4 separate regions of the Zea mays genome follow, and all the other regions are linked to region 2. The links are chromatin contacts, called in public Hi-C maps. All regions are on one chromosome and are shown on one strand. Each heading gives the region's core, a stretch centred on a gene start, on an enhancer-like site or on the middle of the called end of the contact. The rest is flanking DNA. Distances are from core to core; before and after follow the strand shown.

The links. A called contact is a pair of places that touch in the nucleus more often than the background predicts.
Region 1: a Hi-C map of ear shows a contact between it and region 2, with 2.2 times the contacts expected there. The contact joins the enhancer-like site here to the promoter of LOC542748 in region 2. A contact is called at or near these places in 2 of 25 Hi-C or Micro-C datasets (ear and tassel).
Region 3: a Hi-C map of tassel shows a contact between it and region 2, with 2.8 times the contacts expected there. The contact joins the promoter of LOC100382265 here to the promoter of LOC542748 in region 2. A contact is called at or near these places in 2 of 25 Hi-C or Micro-C datasets (ear and tassel).
Region 4: a contact with region 2 is called in a Hi-C map of ear, with 5 times the contacts expected there. The contact joins the promoter of LOC100276648 here to the promoter of LOC542748 in region 2. A contact is called at or near these places in 4 of 25 Hi-C or Micro-C datasets (ear, endosperm, root tip and 1 more).

The regions. Positions count from the first base shown.
Region 1 is chr4:1,125,521-1,128,247 of Zm-B73-REFERENCE-NAM-5.0, reverse strand. No RefSeq gene overlaps it. Among protein-coding and RNA genes, the nearest start is that of LOC100285388, 13 kb to the left of the region's middle. Within about 2 kb of position 1,382, at least 13 of the 20 cell types and tissues checked have an H3K27ac peak or open chromatin away from gene starts, as enhancers often do. A contact at or near this core is called in ear and tassel, where this site is marked.
Region 2 is chr4:562,912-565,669 of Zm-B73-REFERENCE-NAM-5.0, reverse strand. It overlaps LOC542748 (Thioesterase family protein, mRNA), which reads left to right and starts at 1,397. Exons shown (of 9, transcript NM_001112257.2): 1 at 1,397-1,586; 2 at 1,809-2,042; 3 at 2,186-2,264; 4 at 2,469-2,602; 5 at 2,720-2,758. The coding sequence starts at 1,503.
Region 3 is chr4:1,221,728-1,224,600 of Zm-B73-REFERENCE-NAM-5.0, reverse strand. LOC100382265 (RUBISCO activase1) reads right to left here and starts at 1,329. Exons shown (of 3, transcript NM_001175017.1): 1 at 1,212-1,329; 2 at 651-1,135; 3 at 1-565. The coding sequence starts at 1,262.
Region 4 is chr4:1,342,386-1,345,269 of Zm-B73-REFERENCE-NAM-5.0, reverse strand. LOC100276648 reads right to left here and starts at 1,435. Exons shown (of 5, transcript NM_001150385.2): 1 at 1,299-1,435; 2 at 1,119-1,193; 3 at 872-931; 4 at 574-714; 5 at 296-449. The coding sequence starts at 1,374. The coding sequence ends at 391.

The DNA of each region.
Region 1 (2,727 bases), core at 133-2,632, 560 kb before region 2:
GTCACACTCGGCAAAGGCTTCGTCGAGTGTTTTCCAGGCTTTGCCGAGTGCTTTAGACACTCGTCAAAGCAGCTGTTTCCGATAGTGTCTAACACAAATTAATTATCACTTTTGTTCGAATCGCCTCTTTTAATACGATGCAGGAAAATATCTTGACTTGTTTGCCGAGTGTCACACTCGGCAAAGGCTTCGTCGAGTGTTTTCCAGGCTTTGCCGAGTGCTTTAGACACTCGTCAAAGCAGCTGTTTCCGATAGTGTCTAACACAAATTAATTATCACTTTTGTTCGAATCGCCTCTTTTAATACGATGCAGGAAAATATCTTGACTTGTAGAGGTCAAATGATCTTCCATAATATTTTATTTACCGGCATAGCCATTTGTTTTACTACTCCTTTATATATAGATATATATACACTGGTTGCACAGTAAGCACTCCCAGATAGGGTCTATTCAATAGAGAATGAAGTTGATCATCTAGATGCTTATTATTAATTAGTGTCTGGCCGTGCTTGGTCGATGTAGGCATATGGACTGCTATATATCTAGCTAGCAATGCAACTAGTCGCTGGGATCATAATAGTAAAGCTGATGCTTGTGCCATGTGTGTTTGTCACTTTGCCCGATCGAATGCCTCCATATGCATGTGACTGGCTATACAGATAGGTAGCTACATATATATATGTTTATGTACTGATTGATGCTGATCATCTGCAGCGACACTAGCTGAACTATAAACATCCATTAATCCATTCAAGAAATTCTGTCTCTTGTGTTGTCCTTAATTACCTGCTGCCTTTGGTCGTCCTTGCTTTCTGCTAGAGTGATAGTGCTTGATTGCCTAATAATCTATATATAAGTACAATATTTAACCTGCTAGCTCGATCTGTTTATGCAGCAGTGACTGACGTACGTACGTCACCATACAGGCCGGCGCATGCATAATATATATTCCCTTCTGCTTGCTGCGCTAGCTGTTGCGTAGTAAGCAAGACGACGACTGACTGCATGCATCCTTTGATCGATCTGAGATTCCTTCCTTCTCAGATAGCTAGCTAGTGCTGTGGATGCTTGCCTGATGGCATGGCATGTAGATATTGATCGATCTGCAGCCCCGCTGTTGTTTGTTTCCATTCGTTCGTTGATACATATATATAGCTAGCTAGCATGCATGCACTGTTTGATGTATAGCTTTGCATGCACACTACTGACGATCGCATTCAGTACGTACTGGCCGGCTGTAGTTTCTTAATCGATCAGAGTGCTAGCTGCTGCTGGCTGGATCATATCACATGAGCCAGCAAAGATTCTTGCTTGCTTGTCTCATCCTCTGTCACACATGCATACATACATCCATCCGTCACCACTGTGACCATGTACTCCGATCCACAGCGATATATATTATAGATGGACCCTACACTACTATACTGGAGGACTACGTACGTGTGTACTCTGAACTGAAAGCTGCTTTACAATAGCAAGGCAGCTAGCATGATGCATGATATGATGGAACGTGAGAATGATCGTTCATGTGCGCAGCTCAGCTAGCTCCATCGATCCATCTGGACGTACGAGATGTAATACACCCTCTGTAAAAAAAATATGCACAAACATTAGCCCATATTATATTCTTATCTAAAGTGTTAATTATTTACTACCGGAAACATCTGCTTTGTCGAGTGTCTTAAGCACTCGGCAAAGCCTGAAAAACAATCGGCGAACACTCGGCAAAGAAGGCTCGGTGAACTATACATCGGCAACAGCTTTTTTGCCGAGTACTTTTTATCGGGCACTCGGCGTACCACTCGTTACTCGGCAAAAAAATGTCGCCGTCACGACGCCAAGTGACGGTGTCAGATCCTGTGCCGAATGCCAGCCGAGCGGCACTCAGCACATGCCCACTCTTTGCCGAGTGTCCACCGTACTGACACTAGACAAAAAGCCCCTGGTGGGCCCCTTTACCAGTTCCTTTGCCGAGCGTATTAGGTGGCGCTCGACAAAGATTACTTCTTTGCCTTATGCCCGACAGACTAGCACTCGGAAAAGGGATCACCAGTGGGCTCCTTCGTCAGTTCCTTTGCCAAGTGCACTAGGAGACACTCGGCAAATCTTGCTTCTTTGTCGAGTGCCAACAACACAACACTTGGCAAAGAAGCTTTATCGGTGCTCAGTTGTGCCTTCTTTGTCGTTTGCTATGACCTTGACACTCGGTAAAATACCTCTTTTTTATTTGTTTTTGCTATTCCATCCAAACAAACAAAAGACATTATCATATATACATCACATATATCACATAATAATCACATATACATCACATATCTCACAAAGACCATAAATCTCATAAATCAAACAAGTTTGAACCCAAACATAAGTCTCCAACACTCAAGAACATAAGTCTGAAGTATCTCACAAAGCAATACCAACATCAACAAGTTTAGACCAAGTTATCTCACAAAGTATTAACAACACTAACAAAGATAAGATCATGTGCACAAAGTATCTCAGCGAGGTGGGTGGTTGGACTGGTGCGGCGATGGGCTGGACGATCATGAGGGTTGTTGGATGCCGCCCAGATTGTCTCTACACAGATAAGAGATTACATGTGTTATACTAGATGAATATATATCATGTAGGACTAGAATTTTGATACTCACGGGAGTGTAGAACTGAGCAGGGTCAACTGGAGGGAACAACAGAAGTTGTGGAGCAAAACCATGTGCGGCACCAAG
Region 2 (2,758 bases), core at 148-2,647:
AGAGCCAAGAACGCTGTGCCGTGCTTGGGCTGTAGCCTCGGCTCATAGTGCTGGCCTGGCCCGACACGATTATATATATTTATTTTACAAAAAGCGTATATATATAATTTATATTCAATATTAAAAATATTTAAGCATGATGTTCTACTGGTTAGACAACTTCACCTAGTATCACCCGTACTTCTTCCGCATGGGCTCGAACCCCAACTCCTGCACCGTTTTTTAACATTTTACGCTGATTTAATCAAATGGGCTGACGAACTAACGGGCTGGCTCGACACAGTCAGCAGGCCGGCATGACGTGCCTGAGCCAGAGTTGTAGCCCACGGGCGTCTGGCCCATGTCGGGCCGTCGTTTGACCATTTATAGACGTGCAACAGATTAATTTAAAATAATTATGAGGGATTATTTTAAAAAAATGACGCGGGACGACCATTGAAACTAGTGCTTTAAGTATAGTATAAAATACCTAAATAAAAATTATAGCCGAAAAGAAAACATGAAAGTTTTCTAAGTAAACTTTATATTGCATATATTTTTTTTATCAGACGTACACGAAAACCAAAGACGTATACGAAAACCAAACAGGCAACAGTTCTTGACCGGCGAGGGCGACCGTACGTAAGCAACAATGCATAGCAGAGTGTATAGCGGATGGCCGACAAACTTTGTTTTAGTTCATCTCTTAATTATAGGTATGTTCTTTTCATGATGTAAATAGGGCGCACAAAATAAGGAATTTACTATATAATCCTCTTATTCAATTTTGAGTATTACAGAGGGTGACCGTACGTAAGCAACAGTGCATAGCGGACGGCCGACAAACTTTATATTTGGCGTCTCTGGCAGCGTGTACTAAATTTACAGGAGCCTATAGCAGCCCTTGCTGAAGACGTACCGGAAGCCAGCATCCATTATATGTAGCGAATAAACTGCTTTAGCTAATCTTGCTGGAGCCAGACTTATATAATTATAAGCTGCATTGTATAGAAAAAGGGCCTTAATGTCGACTCCCTCCACGACTAGTTGGCGTTGAGCTGTGTTGATGCACGCCTGAGTCATCTCCGTTATCCTGCCACAAAGAACGCACTGCTGTTATGACGCCCGCCGAAATAATCAATTATCACTTGCCCTCCTCTCCCATAAGTACAATCGCTGTAGTTTGTACGAGTAAATCAAGAACATGGAGCACGTAGATGTAATAGTTAGCTGCTAAAATTATACGTAGATTTTAAATATCTATAGCTAATATATAGCTAACAATTAATAAGCAATATCTAAATAAAAATTATAGCCGAAAAGAAAATTGACAATCATAGAGGAGAAAAAAATAGTTGACATCCTTGTGTCGTTGATCTCCGTCCGGCGCCGGCGCCGGCGTCCGATCTCTCCTTTCCTTTTTGCCTTTTCTCCTGCCCACCACCCCGCCACAACCCTTTCCCTTCTCTGCTTGCTTGCTGCTGCAGTGCTGCCTCCCCCTCGCCCAGCAGCAGGGAGCAGCCATGCCAGGGGACCACGGCTCCAAGGGCGACATCTCCTTCGCCGGACGCTTCACGGCCAGCGCCATCGCAGCATGCTTCGCAGAGGTAACTCGTCTACCTACCCATCTCCCTCCCTCCCACTCCCACCCGTTTTCCATCTCCCCACGCGGCTTCACTTGTTGGATCGCCATCGCCCCCAAATCTGACTCGATTCCTTCCATTTCCTTCTCCTTTTCCTTGCCGCCGAGACCCAAGAGAGAAGGGGGATGGCAGGATCACGCCGCCCATCCCATCCTATCCCCTTTAATTTGCTGCATCTTCTCGCAGATATGTACCATCCCGCTCGACACGGCCAAGGTCAGGCTCCAGCTGCAGAAGAACGTCGTCGCCGCCGCCGCCTCCGGGGACGCCGCGCCAGCGCTTCCCAAGTACCGCGGCCTGCTCGGAACTGCCGCCACCATCGCTAGGGAGGAAGGGGCCGCAGCGCTCTGGAAGGGCATCGTCCCGGGCCTCCACCGACAGTGCATCTACGGGGGGCTCCGCATTGGCCTCTACGAGCCTGTACGGTCCTCACCGCAGTCAACTATTTACTCTGCATATCATTAATTAACTTTCTGATGCATTTTGTTTCCTCCAACACTTGCTGTGCTACTGCTACTAATTTCCCAATGCCAGTCCAACCAACCACTTGCCTGAACTTACAGGTCAAATCCTTCTACGTCGGCAAAGACCACGTTGGGGATGTCCCTTTGTCCAAGAAGATAGCCGCCGGCTTCACAACTGGTATGGTAGGAATAGGATGGCTAGGCACCCAGACCTGCGAACATGTTGTGTTCACCTTCAGCTACTATTTCTTCCATTCATCCGTTATTAGGGGTGTTTGGTTCTAGGGACTAAAATTTAGCACGTGCCGCATTGGATGTTAAATACCTATTACGAGTAATATAATCTGATTACAAAACTAAGAAACTCTATTCTGAATTGAAGGTGCCATCGCTATCAGCATCGCCAACCCTACTGACCTTGTCAAGGTCAGGCTCCAGGCCGAGGGCAAGCTTGCGCCTGGTGTGCCACGCCGCTACACTGGCGCAATGGATGCTTATTCCAAGATTGCTAGACAGGTCTGTGCTGGCATGCTCTTCTCCCAGCTAACCGTTCGCTTTCTTTGTTTTGCTACCAATCAATAAAATTAGAGCTTGGCTCTTATTATATGTGTGATGTGCTTGGCTCATCCTTAGGAAGGGGTTGCCGCTCTGTGGACTGGCCTTGGACCAAAT
Region 3 (2,873 bases), core at 80-2,579, 660 kb before region 2:
GAGCCTCCTGGCGATGTTCTCCACGCCGGTCTCGGCCACCCACCGCCGCACCTCGTCGTCGTACACCCTGGCGCGGAGGGCGCCGAAGAAGTCGATGGACTGGCCCGGGAAGGCGTCCACCAGCCTCACCACGTCCTCGTCGGGGACGCCGTCGCTGCGGAAGATGCCCTTGCACACGCCCACGCGGTCCTCGCGGGTGGGAGCCCAGTAGAACTTGTCCATGCGCCCGTCGCGGATCAGCGGCGCATACAGCGTCGAGAAGTCGTTGCCCGTGACGATGATGGGCACGCGGGGGTTCTCCTCCTTGTTGTACATCCCCGGGAGCTGCACGTTGGTGGGGTTGTCGGCGATGTTCATCAGCGTCGCGTTCACCATCTGGTTGTTCACCGTGTACTGCGTCGTGCCGCCCATCCGCCCCGCGCCGGCGTCCAGGTCGTTGATGAACAGCACGCACATCTTGCCCTTCTTGATCATGTCGGCCGCCTCGCGGTAGCGCTGGCGGATCAGCTTCGCAGGCTCGCCGGCGTTGCCGCTCTCCAGCTCGCCGGCGCTCATAACGATGGGGCTAAGTATTATTAAATTTCTATTCAGTATGTACGTATGCTAGGCATGCATGTAGCTTCTTAATATATTATATTAATAATTCTTACTTGATTCCCATCTTGGCCAAGACAAGCTCACATTGGAAGGACTTCCCTTGGCCCTTGCCTCCCCAGATACCCAGGATGAGGGGCACCTTGATGTTTGGCAGGGGCATGAAGTTCTTGGCGATGTGGACAACGAGCTTGTCCATGAACGCGGGAGCGATGTAGTAGCCATCCATCATGTTGTCCAAGCTGTAGTGCCTGAGCCCCTGGCTGATGTAGTCGTAGGAGCTGAGCACGGCGACGTGGGTGCCGTCCCCCATGGGCGCCTGGAACAGCGGGTCCACGCGGCCCTTCCCCCTGGTGATGTCCTGCTGGTCGTCCGAGGTGTCCAAGGCCAGGCCCCTCCACCTGTCCTGCTCCGTCTCCTTGTTCACCGCCATGGCTCTGACTCTGATGGTGGTCGTGGCGCCATGCAGGGAGTCGTACCCCTTCTTCTTATTCCTGATGATGATGCTGGTGACGAGCTTCTTGCCGAGGAAGCCGCTCGCCTGCATACATATCTTCAGTGACTCTGTCTCGTCGATCTTACTACCAGCTAGCTGCCTAGCTCTGTAGAGTACTTACCGCGAGAGCAGCGACGACGGAAGTGGAGGAGAAAGCTGCAGCGGCAGCCATAGGTGGTCGACGGATGGATCGGAGCTTCAATTCTGAGATCGGAGTATATATATGCTATTATATTAGCTGACGATCGATGAGGATTCAACACAATGCAATTGCAAGCTGCCGCCGCACGCGGTTATATATAGTTGCAGTTGCAGATCGATGGATGCATGAATGCATGCTCTAGATCTTTCCCGTCCTTTTTGGCTGTCTCCCGCAACATCTTCTAAAATTTATTCTCTAAAGTCTAGTTTAGCAACACCGTTTTCTCGAGAGATTCTAATTTTTACAAGAGAAAATAAATTAATTTCTCTTACGGGGCGTTTGGATCCCTTCATTTTTAGAGGAATTAGAATTCACTCAATAAACTAATTTATTTAGTTTAGAATTTGACATTACACCACTTTACAAAATTCAGATATAAACTTAACTTAAATTCATGGGTGGAAGATGAGAAATGATTTTATGCATTAGTAGAATTTGTTTCTACTCTGTAACTTACATGACACTCTTTGTCTCACTCCTCTATAGTAAAAATGTAGCACATAAATATCTCCGACATCTTGCTAATAATAATATACAAATATATTTTATATAAAATCGAATTATCTTAATTGATATATGCCTAAATTACTATTATTAGAATGGAATTCAATTCCAATGATCCAAATAGGGCGTTAGGAAAATAAAAATCACTTAGGAAAATAAGATTTCCAAACTAACCCTAAAAGAATATTCCCTGTCCTTTACAACACATTCTAAAACATTATGTACTCTATATATATTTTCGTTATCTCCAGCAATATTCTCTAAATTCAGTCCTCTCTATATCTACATTGTGCCACATTTGGCAATACAAATTGGATTTTTATTGGTTGCTTAAATAAAACTATTCATATGTCGCAGAATTAAAATACGCTATGCACCATATATTGATTATTTTGTGAAAATAATATTATTACATATTATTTAGGAAACTAATGTACCAGACAATAAAAATCCCTCCTAGCAAAAATGAACTAGGAACTAATTAAAATAATTACATTTTGTACCCTACATTACTACTCGTGATTCTACAAGGAAAAAGTTATCCGACTTTTTTAAAAAATACATTACGTCGTTCATGTCTATCGACTATAATGCTTAATCAAACATTTCCTCCAGCACTAGCCAAGCGTCCACGATTTCCATGCTGAGGTAGTTGAGGAACACCAGGAGCTCGGCGAGGTAGATGACGTCGCCATTGTCGACAAGCATCATGAGGTCCACCTTGCCAACGTCGTCCCTAGCCACCGACCTCCCGCCGTCCCTCGGCTACTCCCTCTCGACCACGCCGTATGCGTTGTACTACCCATGGCTCGGACGCGTAGCTCGGCGGTGGTTACGACAGGGGCGGGGACAGGGAAGGAGGCGAGACCGTCGAGCTCAGCATCGTCGAGAGCTCCAACGACTTCGACGAGCTGTCATGCGGCTATACGTTCTGGTGCCATGGCTACCACCACCAGAGGCGGACGTCTCCTACGCTTTCACGACGATGGCTCTAGAGCTTCCGATCAAGCGTACGAGAGAATGAAAGAAGTTGGCGTGCGTGATTGAACAGTGCATAGAGACGCTATATTATAGCGG
Region 4 (2,884 bases), core at 186-2,685, 780 kb before region 2:
TCACCAATCCCCTTCAATCCATTACTAACCGAACAAGCCCTTATGGATTTTAGAAGCAGCAAAAGACAGTTGGGTCATCAGTATCTTTGGAGAAAAAATAGTTGGATCCTCGGACTAGAATACACAGGCGAATATGGTGAATTATGGATGTTAATTGTAGGTAATAAATGAATTTCGCTCATACAATCACCTTGGAGGAATTGCACGAGAACTAGATAAAATAACCATACAGGCATACACAAAAAAAATACATGCTCCTTCAGAGGTGCATAGATATTGCAGAATTTTATCCTTGTGTTTCTGGGTTTAGTTTCAGTAAATTACATAAAAACTGCTGCAAGTCTGGATCTGAAGAATTACAATGCCTGTACTTTCAATTACTAGGCATTACTATTGCAGAGGTACATCTTCCTCGCCAAACCATTTTGGAGGATCATACCCATATCCACCTGCATATAAATCAGAGAGGTCTAAGTCCCACAAATTAAATGTTATGTGACACAGATCTATACATATATGAAAAATGTCAAACAACAGAGATAACTAAGCACATAGAGAAAAAAAACTACATACCAAGAGGATTACAACGGCAAAGGCGCCAAGCAGTCAAGATGGAACCCTTTACAACACCATATCGTTTGTACGCCTGCATAGAGTACTCACTGCAAGTTGGTACATATCGGCAGCTTGAAGGTAGTAAAGGTGATATTTCTCCTGTTCACGCAAAGCAGGGCTGATGATTAATCTATATAGAAATGGGATTGTTCTTAAAAGCAAGTTCACAATTATTGTGATGTTAATTATTATTTCTCAAATCCCAGGAATGAAGCAGGAAAAAAAAACTCAGACTGCAAACTACAAATGAACTTACGTTTGTAAAATTTTAGCATGGATAGTGCCATATTGACTCCAAAATCTTTGACTTCCTCTGCTGAGAATCACAATATGCACATAATGTAGTCAAGCAGGCCTGTTTGGAGAAGTATACGGAAAAAAACAACTAAATTTCAAGAAACAATGTTCAATCCACTATCTTCTAAAAAAACCAAGTGCTTAAAGAAATCATGAGATAAGATAACCATTTCTGAGAATTCCAGATCTGATGCCACTACACTGACCTTCGTCTTCAGCAACACAGTGGAGTCGCCATGCCGGAACCTTCCTCCACTTGTGGCACGAAGCACCGAAAGAAACTAGTAGAGATCGCGAAGTGAGCGTTAGATTTATCTGTTTCACAACCGATTGATATAATAATAAATCTCTAACTCGAGCGACGAGGGTGGGACGAACGGACTCACCTGTGCTTCCGGAGAGAGGCCGCGCAGCCGAAACAGGCACGAGGGAGGAGTATGCATGGGGGGCAGCGGCAGCCATGGCGGTGGCGGCGCGGGAACGCAGGCGGTGGTGGTGGTCGGTCAATCTCCGCAGAGTTTTTTTTTTCGGTTCTGGATAATGCAGTGGGATACCACTTTTTCAGGCTTTGGATCATTTTGCCCTTCTGGGCTTCAAGCAAGCATGGCCCAACAATTGAGACTAGACGATCCTTCACTCCTCTTCATTTTTGTCCCTTGGTCCATATTGTCTCTCACTTATATCATGCTTTCTTTTTTTTTATTCCTTCAATTTGTCGTCATTTACCACTTAATATTTAAAAAACAAATAATTCTCGTCCTTTTTCTGTCATCTCCCATTTTTATTTATTTATTATTATCTCATTTGGCCTAATTCCCCAACTCCCTTTGCTCCTAATTTGCAAGAAAATCCCACTGCAAACTGCTTCATACTCTCGACCAAGTGATTGTTCTTTCGTCCCTACACTGTTTTCTTGCCTTCTCAATCATACATTATTAATTTACCCTTTATTTTTATTAAAATATAAGATATAGATAGTTGTCACATGAATTTGGTACTTTCTTGTACTTTTCCTTGAGTAATCCTCCATTTTAAATTATAATTATGTATGACTTTTATAAATACATTGTTGTAAATTTAGAGAAATAAGTGACATGCTTTCAACATATTTAAATAAATTAAATATTCTAATTCCGAATAAAACAAGCATATAACTCAGATAAATGCCATATGTAATTATAACAGCAATGAACAGTAGCAATTCCAGGACATGAAAACATGTAATATAGCTACTCAAATCCAATTGCAAATTAAACATGGCAAGTAGATGAAGAAGGCAGATTAAACAAATAAACATGATTGTTTATATTAAAATATTACTCTCAAAATAGCGGGTTGCTGCAATAGACAGCCCTCCAACGCTAAAAAGTGATCAAAGATCCTCGACTAACGTGACAGTCCTATCTTACCAAAACATGGTTTTAGAACAAATATTATGAGCCTAGAAATCAAGCATGAATATTAAGATCAAAACAGTGTGCATAAGAATTAAGGAACAATAATGAACTTAAATAATCAGCTTGCACAATAGTAAGAAATAACTAGGCACAAATAATATCAATGCTGAAAATAACAACACACTAAAACCCAGACTGTCACGTCGTCTCACTACACCGCTATCATCATCGAGCAATCAAATCCGCCCACAAATTGTGCAATCACACCCAAGTAAATAATACTAGCAAATTGCACAAAATTACTCAAAAAATAAGCGAGGCAACGGGTAACTCACAGCACGTAGATTGTCTACGTGGGAAGACCAGCTCAGCGAACACGAAGTTCTGTCCCAGAAAACCAATTCCGCCGCCCACGTCCGGGCCTGCACGGCGGGAGGTGGACGGAGATACTAGAGCCGCTGCCGGAGCCGAGGGAGACGTCCACGGCACCAGCCCGAGAAGATGAACACCGCGCAGCAGAGAGCCCAAGCACCAGGCCACGGTGGACAATAATCAGAGCAGACAGAGCACCCAAA